2 separate regions of the Anser cygnoides genome follow, and region 1 is linked to region 2. Evidence: chromatin contacts called from public Hi-C data. All regions are on one chromosome and are shown on one strand. The core of a region is the stretch at or near the end of the contact, and the rest is flanking DNA. Distances in the headings are between cores, read along the strand shown.

Region 1 (2,700 bases), core at 62-2,561, 190 kb after region 2:
CTTCTGGGGCAGGTAGCTAGGCGAGGAAATTTCACTTCAACCAAAGTTAAAGTCACTCCCAGTCAAATGTACGGGATCCAGAGAGAAGAAACGATGCAGAAGCTTTGGATTGAAAATGATGCTTCGAGTTATAGCACAGAACCTACTTGTTTTCTTTGCCTTCCTAACCACTTCCAAATTAAGTTTTTAAGTTTCATGAGGAAGAGCAGACAGTGAGCGTTGCAGGACTCCTGTTCTCCGTGCTATTCCACAATTTTACGGCTGCCTTCCAGGCCTGACGGTACGGGGGGTGGGGTGGGATAACGAAGGGAGCTCAAGACCTTCAAAACCTTCCCTGCCACAGCGCAGGCTGGGCAGCAGCAGCCTAAATGTCACCGCTGTCCGACTGGGGGGGGGGTAAGAACCCCCCCAAACCCCCCCACGCCAGGCGTTTTTGACCAGCAGCGGCTGCCCTCCCAAGGAGAAGAGGCAAAGCGCAGCTCGGTGCTGGCCCCGCAGAGGCTCGGCAGCTGCCGGGACCCCCTTGGACCCCCCCCCCCGGAGCCCCTCAGCCCTCAGAGCACGGCCCCAGCCCGGCGGGGGGGGGGGGGGCAGCAGCGCGGGGCCGGTGCCGCCGGGAGCGGCCGAAGCCTTTCGGCTGGTGCCACCCAGGGGCCGGGAGCTGTGCTGCAGCCGGCTGGGACCGGGGGAGGCGGCTCCGGGCTGGGGGCTGCGCTCCGCGGGGCTGGGACCGGGGCTGGGACCGGGGCGGGGCGGGGGGGAGCCGGGACCGGGACCAGGGCAGGGGGGAGCCGGGATCGGGACCGGGATGAGGGCGCGGGGCGGGATCAGGACCGGGACCGGGGGGGTACCAGGGCAGGGAGGAGGTCGGGGCAGGGACCGGGACCGGGACCAGGACTAGGGCGGGGGGGGGGATCAGGACTGCGACCGGGGTGTACCGGTGCAGAGCAGGAGATCGGGACCGGGACCGGGATCAGGGCGGGGGGCGGGATCAGGACCGGGACCGGGGGGCTACCAGGGCAGGGAGGAGATCGGGGCAGGGACCGGGACCGGGTGAGGGGTCCGGGGGAGGACTGGGACCGGAGGGATCTCGGTCCCGGGGCTCACCTTGAGGATGAGGGGGTTGCGCAGCATGCTGTCCCGGGCCACCCCCAGCCTCTCGTTCTCGCTGCCCGCCTCCACCTCAGCCAAGCACAGCGGCCGCCGCGGGGGCCCCCCCCGCCGCCTCCCGCCATCCCGGATAACGAATTCCGCTGCCGTTCCCGGACAACCAGACGCTCGCGGACCGAGGGCGCGTCCAAAGGCAAAAAAAAAAAAAAAGGGGGAAAACAATAATAATAATAATAATAATAATGAAGAGGCCGCCACCCGCCCTGCGGGCACCGGAGAGGGGCGGGGGGGGGGAGAACGGAGCGGCGGCGGCCCCGTCTCCTAGCAACCGCCGCGGTCCGCGCCGGGCCGGCTCCGGCCGGGAACGCTTCCGCCGCTGGGCGGGAACGGGAACGAAGCGGGCGGGGAGCGGGGGCCGGGGGGGGCGCCGCTGAGGGGAGGACGCGGTGGGTCCGCGTGGGGCGCCGTGGCCCGGTGCGCGGCGCTGAGGGGCCTCGGGGGCCTTCAGGGTACTTAAGGGGCTCCGAGGGGCTTTAGGGGGCTTTTAGGGGGTCTTCAGGGGGTCTCGAGGTTGTTCTCGGGGGGGCCTTCCCCGCCCCGCTGCCCCCCCCCCCCCGGGAGGCTGAGGGCGGCGGCGGGGCCGCAGCGGGGCGGGACGAGGCCCCGGTAAGGCCCCGCTGAGGAGGGAACGTGGCGGGGGGGGGGGGGGGGGGGCCGTGCTGGGGCCGGCGGAGGCTTTTTGGGGTGTCTGTGCGTGCTGCCGCCGAGAAACGTGCTAAAATGTTCCCGCCCGCGCTGAGTAACCGTAATTTTCAGGGGTGATTCCCGTTAAAGGGTCGGTGCGAGCTCGGCGTGGAGCTGCTGGAGCACAGGCAGAGCCAGCGCTGAGTCACAGCGTGCTCAGAAGCTTCTGCCAAGGGAGCTTGGTTGTAGCACCGATGGGTTTGATGCTTTATTTTTTTTAATTTGTCGCTATTTCAATGCTGGAAGAAGTGTTGAATACTGCAGCCTATTACTGTGCGAGTTATTCCAGCTCAACTAAATGCTAATAGTTATTGAAGTGTGTCTTTGTTGTTACAGGAAGGTGGTTTTAAGGCTGAATACAGCTGTGATGCACATCTGTTTGTTGAAGAAGGCATTGTTCTGGTCTAGTCACTTTGCACAATTTGCTGTGCTGAAAAGCAAGTATCTTTCTTATATGTTTTTAAGTTAATACTGAATTGTTCTACAGTAGTTTTCTAGTAACTTTTTTTTTACTGTGTAATAGTATATAAAGGTATGCATATTATGGTGTTTGAGTAAACTCCTATTTTATTTAAGATAAGAAAAAATATGACAGAAGAAGCAAGTGCAGAGGATTTTCAAGTTGGGGAGTCTCTCAGGAAGAAAAAGAAAAAACGCAAAGAACGCGATACGAGACAGGAAGATGATGAAAACGAAACTGTACAAGATGCAGAGCTTTTTGAAGATGAAGCAGCACAGAGCAGTGAAGTCTATAAAAAGAAAAAGAAGAAGAAGAAGAAAAAAAAAGAAAGAGGGGAGGAGGAGGAACAGTTTTCGTTAGATGATTCTCACGTAGGCCTGGAACCT
Region 2 (2,728 bases), core at 32-2,531:
GTATGAGCATCTAGAAGCTGACGTTGTTAAAAAGAATCTGTATTTACTGCCTGTTGCTCAGTATTTGATTTTGGGCAATAAGCTGTAGTGACATCAGAAGCAATGGTTTTGTGGTGTGGTGGTTTTGTGATTTTTTTTTCTTTTGTTTAGTTTCCAAAAGTATTGCGCTTGGAGTGAAGAAAATGAGTCAGATTTGTAGTCTGTGTAAATAGGCATAGATTTATTGGCTTCCAACCTCTGATGCCATTTCTCCGTAGAAAAGGATGTGGGCCTATATATATGTTGTACAAACACAATATATTCAGAACTAGTGCTGAAGTTCCTAGCATACTGCTAAAAATATTGTGCAGCCTTGCCTCCTGCAAGTCCCAAGGGATAAATTGATTTCTTAGCACCTGCGTGACCTTAGACAGCAGTTCATTCTAATTCGACAGAGCAAACACTGGGAGTGGCAAAAATGGCTTGCAGTTTCTTAAGTCTCTTGTATTCTACAGATATCAGCAGGATGACATGTTCCCGAAACCAGGCTAATTAAAGAATTTTAAGTAGTCTACTCTATTTTCTTATATAATTGGAATGTCCCAATTTCCTCCCACAGAAGGCATGGAGATATGCAGAAATACTTCGAAAACCTTTGGACCCCATACTGACAGAGCTTCAGAAATATGTGGGAGATGATAATGATTGCTAGCTAATGCAATATTCAAGTATCTTATTTATTTCAGTACAAAGATAGTTTTGAGATTTATTGTAGCATCACAAAGTTATTAGGGGAATATTAGGTAGTGACAAGGACACGTGTAGTTAAGCAAATAACAGAAAAATTAGAGAAAGTTTAGAAGAGTCAGACTTGAGACTGGGAAGTGGATTAGATCTCAAATACTGCATCATGCAGAAACTGAGTGAGGCTGCAGCTCTTCTCCAGTATTTCACAGATCTGTAAATGTTTTTTTAAAGATGCTCAATCTAACACTTAGCTGGCTATAACAAGGACTTAAGGGAGCAAAAGGCTCTTTTTTCTTTTTCCTTTCTTTTGCTCTGTTGCTTCATTAGCTTTGGGAACGCTGGTTCCATTACTGTGAGTTTTCCTGTATAATTTAAGAAAATAATGAAAGCGTGCATATTTTCCTCAATGTTCTTGGCATTAAATCTGTCTTTAAAAAAGAGGCTAAACAAATTTATACACAGTGTGGGCTGGTATCCTTTTGAATATTTCAAAACTGTAGAAATTGTTTTGCATTGTTTTTATTCAAAAGAGAAGTTTCTTTTTTGAGATTGAAACATGAAAAAAAATCCTTGCTACAATACATAAATGCCCATTGCACTGTGGCAGTGGTGTTACTGCATGTCACTTCATAAAAATATCAGTGCTCCATGTTTTCTTTTTTCTATCGCAAGCACCCATAACAAATATTGTCACATTGTGAGACCAGAATGAGGCTTTTTTTGTGCAAATAGCACCAATATTTAGTGCTACGTTTTGTGTTTTCTCTTCCAGGACCGATAATATTTTCATGTTTTTGTTCAACAGGGTTGGATTTTGGAAGGCTTCCCTGAAAATCAGGAACAGGCGTGGATGCTGCAATCATCTGGCATCATTCCTAGGCATGTTGGTAAGCAGTGCAAGGTTTATGTGTGATCATGACCAGAAGGTAAAAGCCTGGAAGTGTTTTTCCCCAAACATCCTCAATAAATTCAATACCAATATTGAAGACAGAGTCAAGAGACAACAGAATATTTCTGTATGGTTCAGATTCACTGAAAACCTTGAGTTAACCTGAAAGACTTTAAATCCTGTCTTTTATGCTTAAACTCTTGGTCTTCCTACACAATAGAGTTCTGTACATTCAGGATAACTCCAGCAAGTACCTCCAAGCAGCTGTATGTAGCTTTGTTTCTGTACTAGGTGTGGGTCCAAATTTTCTATGACTTCAATCTCTAGATCTCTATATCAATCTCTAAATCTCTTTAGTGATTCTCAGACCAAAACAATTTCCTCATCCCCTAAATACAAATCATTCGTTTGTTGAATTAGAGAATACAAACTTAGGAAACTTAGCCAAGTGGAGCAGAAACACCATAATTTTAAACTTGACCTTTTAGTATGGATGGATTATAACTTGATTTGTGAGGAACATTTCTTTACTGGCAAAGTGCTGGTAGACAAGACCTTGACAGCTGCCCTTGCCACCTAGAACAGCCAGTTGTCCTAAATTAATATAGAGAACCTACTTAGAATGTAAGAAATGATGACAATTGTGTGGAATACAGGGTGAAGTGAGAAATGTAGAGCTTGCCAGTGGGTAGTGAACTTGCCAGAATGTTAGCGAACTTGATGAATTGTCACTTTGGATTTGATTTGGATGAGATTTGACTGTTAATGAAGAATTCAGAATCACTGCAATAGAGCTAGGCAAAAATGTTTAATGTCTAGTACTTGCATGTATTTTTAATATAGCTAATAACATTTGAAGTCAAGTTTTGCTCACAATTATATCTGTGCAACCAAGACCTGAATGAAAATCTTAAAGCTCAGTCTGTCTAGTTAATCAAAAAGAAGATTGAGAGGAGATGAGATTTACGGTGTATGAGTACCTTAATAGGGAGAAAAGCGTCTGAAAGTGATATTTGATACAGTGAAGAAAGTCATAAGAAGAACTGGTTTGAAATCTGTAATAAAATGCACTGAAAACAGTAATTAAATTACAGCATTTAACTGTGAGGATGA

Evidence for each region. A called contact is a pair of places that touch in the nucleus more often than the background predicts.
Region 1: a contact with region 2 is called in a Hi-C map of liver, with 2.3 times the contacts expected there. The contact joins the promoter of CFAP77 here to the enhancer-like site in region 2. A contact is called at or near these places in 3 of 7 Hi-C or Micro-C datasets (granulosa cells and liver).

The regions. Positions count from the first base shown.
Region 1 is chr20:4,923,274-4,925,973 of Taihu_goose_T2T_genome, forward strand. CFAP77 (cilia and flagella associated protein 77) reads right to left here and starts at 1,312. Exons shown (of 6, transcript XM_048054326.2): 1 at 1,108-1,312. The coding sequence starts at 1,134. It overlaps TTF1 (transcription termination factor 1), which reads left to right and starts at 1,513. Exons shown (of 12, transcript XM_066980885.1): 1 at 1,513-1,619; 2 at 2,191-2,291; 3 at 2,431-2,700. The coding sequence starts at 2,443.
Region 2 is chr20:4,730,075-4,732,802 of Taihu_goose_T2T_genome, forward strand. It overlaps AK8 (adenylate kinase 8), which reads left to right. Exons shown (of 13, transcript XM_013193946.3): 6 at 1,532-1,613. Among named protein-coding and RNA genes, the nearest start is that of SPACA9, 19 kb to the left of the region's middle. Within about 2 kb of position 1,282, at least 1 of the 3 cell types and tissues checked has open chromatin away from gene starts, as enhancers often do. A contact at or near this core is called in liver, where this site is marked.